Linked DNA regions of Callithrix jacchus: region 2 is linked to region 1. The links are chromatin contacts, called in public Hi-C maps. All regions are on one chromosome and are shown on one strand. Each heading gives the region's core, a stretch centred on a gene start, on an enhancer-like site or on the middle of the called end of the contact. The rest is flanking DNA. Distances are from core to core; before and after follow the strand shown.

Region 1 (4,741 bases), core at 1,053-3,552:
CCAACACTATCATTATCATCATCACCACCACCACCATCACACCACCACCACCATCTTCATCATCATATGACTCACCATCATTCCTATCATCACCACCACCATCACTATCATCATCATTACCATCAGCACCATTGTCACCATCATTACTATCATCATGACCACCATCACCATCAACACCATTATCATTATAACCATCACTGCCACCACCATCATCACCACCACCACCACCGCCATCTTCATCATCACATTTACCACCATCATCCCCATCATCCTCATTATCACCATTACCACCACCACCATCACTATCATCGCTATCACCATCATCACCACCACTATCATCATCATCACCACCATCACCATATCACTATCATCACTACCCCATCACCATCACCACCATCATCATTACCATCATCCCTATCACCACTACCATCATCACCATTACCATCACCACCACTATCATCATCACCATCACTGTCATCACCACCACCACCACCATATTTATCATCACATTAACCACCATAATCCCCATCATCCTCATCATCACCATTAACACCACCGTCATCACTATCACCACCATCATCACTATCATCTCCATCACCATCATTACCACCATTACCATCATCATTATCACATCATCACTATCACCACCATCACTACCATCACTACCATCATTGCCATCATCCCTATCACTACCACCATCATCACCATTACCATCACCACCACTATCATCATCACCATTACTGTCATCACCACCCGACCATCATTCCCATCATCACCACTGTCACCATCATCACCACTATCATCACCATCACCATTTTCACTATCATCACCATCACTATCATCACCATCACCATTTTCACTATCATCACCATCATCATCATCATCATCATCTTCATTACCACCATTTTCAGTCATCACCATCACCGTCACCATCACCATCACCATCACCATCACCATCACCATCACTGTCACCATCACTGTGATTATCTTAGCACCCACCCCACCATGGGAAAGTGCTGTCTGAAAGTGTCCTCTTTTCTGTCCCTACTGGTTCTGGCCTTTTGGCTGTTGAACAGCAGAAGGTCAGAACAGAGCCTGGGGATTAATTCTAGAAAAACCCTCTTTTTTACCCTTTAGTTTCTGGTTCTCTCTGAAAACTCCTGGCTCTCTCTGAAAACTCCTGCCTGTACCTTTAGAGTAGACCTCCCATTCTCCACCTTCCTGAGATATATTTGAATTCCGTGAGACACCCTCCTATAATTTCAATTCACCTGCTGGATGATGGCTCAAGTGACTGCTCTGGGGGCTTTCTCATGGAGCAGTCACTGCCATTTATTGCTCCTTGGTGCCAGGTGGGGGCTTCTGTCCCTCCTATCTGCATCCTCCACCATCACCGTCCAAGGGCCGTGAGGGATCTTGGGCTTGAGGCTGGCCCCATCTTGGATGGGACTTGGTGGTTGCTCTGCTCTGAGCCAGCACAGGTGCACCTACCATGGTCAGTCACTGGCCAAAGGCTGAGGAGACAATTCCCACCCTTGTGGGCTCACAGTCCAGTGGGGTCATGGCATTGGCCCAGTGCCCCAAAGCTGGGGAAGCTGGGACTGCCTCCAGGGCTCATGGACCACAGCAAGTGCCCAGGGATTTGAAGCAGGTACTTGAGATTTCAAGCTCAGCAGGCTTCTTGTGTGAGGGACATCACAGGTCTGCTCAGTGCCCCAGAGGAGCCTGCTGGAGATGGCAGAAGGTTGACTGCATGCCAGGGAGGGAGCGGGCCCCTGCTCCGTTGAAGTAGGCAAGTAACAGCAGAAAGGCCACTCTCAGGCAGGGGGTTCCTGGAACTCCCTGACAGTGGGGACTTCTGAGTGCCTCCTGCTCCTCTTCAAGGAGTGTATGGGGCCCCCAGAGCACAGGGTGAGCTCTGGCCCCTGCTGAGCCCCGGGACGCTCGGCCACAGAGCACGCTGTGCTGGCTGCAGCTCTGTAGGGGCCCTGCCAGGCTGCACGAGAACCTCTTGACACAGCAATTCCCAGGCCAAACCTGGCCACGTTCGAGTCTGCGGCTCCACACAGACGGCCACGATTCCTGTCATCAGCACTCTCTGAGGGGAAGGAGCTGCCGTCCGAGGGTCACCTCCATGGCCGTGCTTCTCCCTCTGCCGCCCCCAGGACAGTGGACTTGCTGCGAGCAGCGCTGCTACTCACACTCTTGGGCGGAACAGCTATGGACTGGCCCCTGTGTCCCTGCCACATGCCCTGGACGTGAGGTTTGGCTTATCTCAAGGGCAGACGTGGGTCAGAGAGCCTGGCTGGCCGACATGAGGCTGAGTGCCAGCTCCTGCTTGCCCCTCCACCTTGAACTGCCCGGGGGGGCTTCGGGCAGGGAGACCCTGGCCCAGGGTGACTCTGACAACTCCTAGAAATGTGCCCGTGTCCTGCTGGTTTGCCCTCAGGTCAGGTCTCGTCAGGGACACTCTGTCTTCAGGCTGATTCCAAGGGTCTCAAAGATTCTCCAGAAAGTGCTGAACGAGGGGACCAGGGCTCCAAGGTGGCCCTGGGTCCTGTGCAGGAGACCACTCCCCAACCCCAGGAGCCTCCCAGCGTGTGGTGTTGTCTGCCTGGCCGGCCTCCCCCACTGCCCAGGTATAGAGCTGGGCTCCAGCAGACGTGCTCTGGGGCCCCAGAGGCCACTGGGCCTTGCACCCACCCAGGCTCAGACCCTGTGGTTCAGCAAGGAGGAGCAGACACCTGGGAGCCACTGGGGCTGAGGAACAGGTGGGACCTGCCAGGATTGCACGTAGACTTGAAATGCTACAGAAAATGCACCACTAGGGAATAAATTAGGGCCATTCCATGGTCCTTCCTCCTGCCCTATCCATAGTTTTTTTTTTTCCTTTTAAAAAAGTAAATGTAGTTCCTCTAAAAATGTATCCACGGTGATTTTTAAAAGTCGGCAGAAGAGTGGTCCTGGCTGCGGATTGGGGCTTCCAGAACAGCCCCCCGCCACCCCCCAAGTCTCTGAGGCTTCCCCAGCAGATTCCCTCCTGAGGTGGAGGTGGGTCGGGGCACCCAGTGCCCTTCGAGATGGCCAGGGGTGGGGGCCCTGGGTGCCCTCATGCTCCTTCCCTCTGTCCTCTGTCCCACACCCCTCCTGACCTGCCTGCTGGGTGACTTCAGGGAGCCCCCATCCCTCCCCAGGCCTCAGTTTCCCCATCTGCTCAGTGAGAGCTGGGTTAGTGCAGAGGCCACCAACCCAGGATGGGCCTGCACGTCCCAGAGGGTGACTGGCCAGGAGTGTCGGAGGGCAGGGATGGTGGCAGTGGGGACTCCGCTGGGCAGGCAGGTGTTCCTGGAAAAGTGGACCCCCCCAGAGCAACAGACCCTCGTCCTGGCCCCCTGTGGCTGGTCCTTCAATCTTCCAGGTCTGTATGCCCAGTCTCCCGATTTTAAAGTTGGCAAGTAATTAAAATAATTTTAAAACCCTGTGCACATTACACAAAGCCTTTGAGAAGATGCGACTGGCAGGTCGTCCTTTTAACTAACGTCTTTCGTTAGTGCGGCGTGTTTGTTATGACAAAGCAATCGCTGTTGACACATTTTGATTTTAAAAGTCCAAGGAGCCAGCTGCTCCCTCCTCCCTTGGGTTGGACCAAGGGCTGGGCCTTTGCTCCCGGCTGAATGAGCCCCTGGGCCAGGGAGATCCCAGTGGCAGGGCTGGCCCCAGTTGTTTGCCCCTTCACCTCTTTGGCCCACAGGTCTGTGGGCACAGTCCCATCACGTCCTCCCCCACCACGGCCTCCCCAGGCAACCTCAGTAGGAAGGAGAGGGGCAGAACTTCTGCTGAGAGCTGGAGCTGCAACGCCACCCGGGGATGGGGACACCTAGGAGCTGTGGCATCTACCTCTTGCACAATGGGACCAGCTGGCCTCTGGGGCCATGCCACATACAACCAGGGAACAGTATTGAGGAGGGGTGGGGGGCTTCCAGGACCGTCGCCTTGTTTTCAGGCTGTGGGGCATGGGGGCTGCTGAGCAGGGCCCTACCTGAGTGTGGGGTTTCTGGCGACAGGCTGGGAACACATCCTGGCAGGGCCAGTCCTTGGGTGGTGGCCCTGGCCACTGTCCCTGTGATGAACGGTGGGGACGCTCAGCCCCACCTCTGCCTGAGATGCCTTCGGGTTCCTAGCCTTGTCCCTGCCTTCAATTAGCTCAGAACTGGGGCGAGAGCTGTGGGACAACTGCTTTGCAGGAGGGTCGGACCCAGTGCCGCCTGTCCTCCCATGCCGCCAGTGTGTTCCTGCACTGTCCCACAGTGGAGGTGTGATGGTTCCTGGAGTTGTCCAGGGTGCTTGTCACAGAGCTGCTCCCTGCCCCAGGGGCCCTGGCGGAGCCCAGTGGGGTGGGGGCACTTTCCAGCCGCCTCTCCCTGCCACAGGGCCAGTGGCTGGAATACGCTGGAGGAGCCAGTCCGGCCGTGTGCTGGCCCTGCCTAGAGTGCCCAGTAGGGGAGGAGGGAGTCAAGGGCCAGCATCTGCTCCTGAAGGCAGGGGCACCCCCCTGGAGCAGGGCCGCCCCAGCAGAGGGGGTGGTGGGGTTGGACCTGCAGGTGGGGGAGGAACAGGCCCCAGCAGGGGAGAGGGCTCCGTGTGTACCTGCTGGCCTGGGGTAGCACCCACTGGACTTCATGACAGGTGGCTGGTATGATGGGTGTGGGCATGTCATCCAGCTGTCATCTGGCAGGACCCT
Region 2 (4,788 bases), core at 1,425-3,924, 270 kb after region 1:
GACCCCCGAGGGAGGAGGCTCCCCAGACAGAGGGAGGAGAGTACCTGGCAGGTACTCTCACAGCAGAAACACGTGATGGAATCTGTCCATCAAGGCAGGCGTGGTGAAATCAGTTGTGCACCCTTACCTAGGGGATGCACAGGGACCCCAAGGTGTCCAGGGAACAGGAGATGAGTAATGATGAGGTCCCCATCTCCAGAGCATTTCTGTGCTAAGTGGCTGTGGGCTGCTTTCATTCCTCCAGGGAAGAGGATGTCCCACGTGACAGCAGTGGCTTAGGCCCTTTTGAAGTCTCACTGGGCCATATCTCCACCAGGTCATGGCTGGCACCGGTATCACCAGCGGCCCCCTGAACAGATGGGGAAGCTGAGGCCCAGGTCCCAGACAGCCAAGCAAGCAGGTAAGGCTGACCAGAGCCTGCACGGGCTAAGGGGCTGCGCTCACCAGTACCAGCTCTGGTTGGTCAGGAGGACGCCAGAACGCGCTGGCACAGGCCCTGGCCCAGGCCCAGGGCACCCTGCAGAGCACCCAACCCTCACCAAGACCTCCAGGGAAGGGGCTGTTGGCGCATTGCTCGGAGGGCACGGAACCCTAAAGAGGCTCAGAGCCTCGCCAGGTCACACAGCTGGGAGGAGGCAAGCCAGGAAAGGAACCCAGAGCCCGATGCCGAGCCTACACCCGCAGAGGCGAAAATATCTAAGCAGCGGGGTCCCTGGCTAGGGGCCCCGTGGTGGGCGTGGCCGACAGGGAAAGGGGCGGAGGCGGGGAGGGCGGAGCCGGCGGCCATGGCGGACTTGATTGGATGCAGCCTTAAGCTCCTCATAAACGCGTTTTGACTGGCGGCCTCGCCCCTGACCCGCCCTCCCCAGCGCCGCTCCGCGTAGCCCGAGCCTACGCCCCGCCCCGACCACGCCCCTCCCCCCGCCCGACCACGCCCTGCGGTGGGCCTTCCAAGGCTACCTGCGGTTAACGATTCCCTGGAGCTCTGGCTGCTCAGCCAGAAGTTGGAGGCAGGCGGTCAAAGCCTGCGGGGGCCGGACCCCCTTCCCCTGCTCCCAGGAGGCGCTCCGACCCGCGAGCAGACCTGGGCGTTGAGCCCCACTCCGCAGGAACTGTGGGGTTTCTGGTCTGTTTTTTTCTTAGCAGCTTCATTGAGATCTAACACGTACCACACACTTCACCCATTTAAAGCGCACGATTCGCGGGGTTTTGCTGAGTGAAACCGTGGTCACTATCAAATTCCGGAGCATTTCACCTCCTTAAAAAGAAGCTGGGCCCGGCCGGGAGCGGTGGCTCCCACCCGTCACCCCAGCACTTCGGGAGGCCGAGGCGGGCGGGTCACCTCGGGTCTAGGAGTTCGAGACCAGCCTGGCCAACACGGTGAAACCCCCGTCTCTACTAAAAATACAAAAATTAGCCGGGGGTGGCGCACGCCTGTAATCCGGCTACTCGGGAGTCTGAGGCAGAAGGATCGCTTGAACCCAGGAGGCGGAGGTTGCAGTGAGCCGAGATCGCGCCGCTGCACCCAGCTTGGGCGACAGAGCGAGATTCGGTTTCAAAAGCAAACAAAAACGAAGCCGGTGCCCATCGCACTGCCTCGCGTTTCCCTCCTCCCCGGTCACTGGCAACCGCGCGTGGGCGTTCTGGCTCTTCCTGTGAATGGATTCCCTCGCCGTGTATTTCGGTGTCTGAGTTCTCTGACTTAGCGTTTCAGCCGCACCCACGCTGCTCTCTCCCTTCCCGCTGCACGCGGCTGCGCAATGCGGGTGTCCGCGCTCCGTGCGCCCCTTGCGGGTTCCGCCCCGGGCTTGGGGGCGACGCTCGCCTGGCGGCTGCAGGAGCTACACCCTGGGGGCGCTGGGGGCGGGTCCCGGCCTGGACCTGCGCGTTCTTCCACCGCCGCTGGCGCCCGCCTGGGAGCTGCCGCCTCCTAGGGAGACGGTTCCATCGTCTGAGGAACAGCCAGACTAGATTTTTTTTTGAGATGGAATTTCGCCCTTGTTGCCCAGGATGGAGTGCAGTGGCGCGATCTCGGCTCACTGCAACCTCCGCCTCCTGGGTTCAAGGGATTCTCCTACCTCAGCTCCCGGAGTAGCTGGGATCACAAGTGGCCGCGCCACTACGCCTGGCTAATTTTGTATTTTTAGTAGAGACGGGCTTTCACCATGTTGGTCAGGCTGGTCTGGAACTCCAGACCTCAGGTGATCCGCCCGCCTCGGCCTCCCAAAGTGCTGGGATGACAGCCGTGAGCCACCGCGCCCAGCCCATCTGTATATCTTCTTTGGAAAAATGTGTATCCAAATCCGTTGCCGTTTTATAGTTAGACTCTTTATATAACTGAGTTATAAGAATTATTTATACCTTCTGCCAGGAAGTTCCTTATTAATACGGGATTTGCAAATATTTTCTCCCAGTCTGTGGGTCGTCTTTTCACTTTTGTGACGGTTTTCTTTGTAGCGCAGACTTTTTCTTTGGATGCAGTGTTCTTTCTGCCGCGTTTCTAAGAGAAACACGTTTGAAGCACCCCGGCGCGGGGCGGAGCAGGGCCGGGTCCGGGCGGGAAACGTCCCCGCCCTCCGCTGCGCCTGCGCGGACCCTGGCGCGTGAGTCCTAGCGCGTGCCCGGCGGAGCGCGCGCACGCCGCCCAGTGCGCCTGCGCGGAGCCCGTGGCCGCGCCTGCTCCCGCTGGGGGCTTCTCGCTCGGCCGCGCCGCGGCCATGGGAGAGGCCGAGGTGGGCGGCGGGGGCTCCGCGGGCGATAAGGGCCCGGGGGAGGCGGCCACCAGCCCGGCGGAGGAGACGGTGGTGTGGAGCCCCGAGGTGGAGGTGTGCCTTTTCCACGCCATGCTGGGCCACAAGCCCGTCGGTGAGCGCCCAGGCCGCGGACGCGCGTGGGGGCGGGGCGGGCAACCGGCGGGGCGGGGCAGGGCCAGCGCTCGCGACACCCGCGCCCCACGCTCCCCGCCACACCCCGCCCGGGACCCCGCCCCCTCCCGTGGGCCCCGCCCGGGGCCCCCGCCCCTCCCACGCAGCACTCAGCCCTGCCCCCAGCAGCCCCTCCGCTTCCCCGGCCCCGCCGCCTCCCTCCGCAGCCACCCTTGCCCCTCCGTTCCCCGGGGCCGCCCGTCGCCTCCGTCCCGTCCTCCCGGCTCACCGGTTGCCCCGCCGCCCCTCCTGCCGCAGGTGTGAACCGACACTTCCACATGATTTGTATCCGGGACAAGTTCAGCCAGAACATAGGACGGCAGGTCCCATCCAAGGTCATCTGGGACCACCTGAGCACCATGTACGACATGCAGGCGCTGGTGAGCCCGACCGCCCTCCCTGTGCCGCCGGGTGGGGGCGCGAACCCGCACGCCGCTCTCTGAGGGTCAGCCTGAGCTGGGCAGAGGCCCCTCCATGCCTGCTGGGGTCTGCTGGACGGAGCTGCGGGCTACTTGCGGTGGCTCGAGAGATTGTCATGGGAAGCACAAACCAGTGCGAGCGGCTGGTCAGCTTTTCAGGCGGCCTGCATTTGACTGGGTGCTGGACCAGAGCCTCCCGGGAGATGACTGGGCAGCTGAGACTCGGGAGGGAGGGAGGGAGGGATGCAGAGGCTGGGGCCCTTGGCCATTGCCAGTCTCCTGGGAGGCCCCAGAAGTGCTTTAGGCAGACGATGACCCTATCCGAGTCACACCAAGGCGAATTTGGTGGCTTCTGTGGGAGTTAGACAAGTGGTGTTCCAATCCTCACAGAGCTCGGAGCTGGCGTGTGACGGGCTAGCAGGTGAACTAGGAAGCAGGGTGGCCAGAAGAGGTAGGGGGTGCGGCTGGAGAGTGGGGTGGGGGTCGGGGCAGGTCACCAGGAGGAGGGGGACCTCTGCTGGTGGAAAGAGAGTCTGTGCCTGCCCTGATGGACTTAGGGCCACGCCTGCCCTCCCAGTAAGATGTGGGCACTGCCGAGGCAGGGAATGGTTGCCACTGGACGAGTGAAGTGGGTTTCCTTGTCATAGCTGTAGAAAGCGGACAGAGATGCCAGCTGTGCAGAGGGCTGTGTAAGGAGAGGAAGTACACCCAGCCCTGGAAGGGCCCTGGGAGCTCACACCCCTGTGGCTGCCACGTCCTGCATTGAGGATGTTCTGAGCTGGTACAGCATTGGGTGACCAGTGCCTAGTGGCCCAGGCGCAGCTGACCACTAACCTCACAAGGTCCTCCCCACTCCTGCCTAGAGCGTGTCTGTCATCGAACTCCTGGGGTCAGCAGCTTCTCAGTTGTGGGAAAGGGCGCCTGGTCCCCAGATACCTCCCACACTGGGATTTAGAGAGATGGGTGCAGCTCTCTGCCTGTGTCTGGGGAAGACAGACAGCTCCAAGGCCCGTAATGTCCCCTGGGGCTCCGGTGCTCGCTCAGATGAGCACAGCAGCCCACATGACACTCAGGGAGCGCATGAGACCACCAGGCCTCTCAGCCCCAGAATGGTGGCCCCATGCCTTATTCCTTCAGTAGCCTGTGGCATCAGTAAGGACTGGGCAAGACCATGGGGCTGGCACCTTCTCTGGACCATGGCACTTCTGTGTGGCTGAGGTCCGAGTCATCCAGACTTAATGAAATACAGAGCCTCTGGAGTCCACCCGAGAGGCTGACCAGCAGGCCCAGGAGATTTTGAGGAGCACAGATGTGGCCCGACTGCCTGCTCCACACAGCACCCAAACTGCCAAGCGGAGCCTCTGTCTCCTGAATCCACCTCCTAGTCCAGGGCTCTTCTGGCCAGCTCCACTTTCCCTGGCTCCTGGTCTCCCTCTGGTCTGTGT

What was found. Hi-C and Micro-C count contacts between places; a contact is called where the count stands out from the background.
Region 2: a contact with region 1 is called in a Hi-C map of skeletal muscle, with 5 times the contacts expected there. The contact joins the promoter of MRGBP here to the enhancer-like site in region 1. A contact is called at or near these places in 2 of 3 Hi-C or Micro-C datasets (both in skeletal muscle).

Annotation. Positions count from the first base shown.
Region 1 is chr5:58,055,924-58,060,664 of calJac240_pri, forward strand. No RefSeq gene overlaps it. Among named protein-coding and RNA genes, the nearest start is that of GATA5, 28 kb to the left of the region's middle. Within about 2 kb of position 2,303, at least 1 of the 16 cell types and tissues checked has an H3K27ac peak or open chromatin away from gene starts, as enhancers often do. A contact at or near this core is called in skeletal muscle, where this site is marked.
Region 2 is chr5:58,327,070-58,331,857 of calJac240_pri, forward strand. It overlaps MRGBP (MRG domain binding protein), which reads left to right and starts at 2,675. Exons shown (of 5, transcript XM_035299155.3): 1 at 2,675-2,865; 2 at 3,183-3,304. The coding sequence starts at 2,718.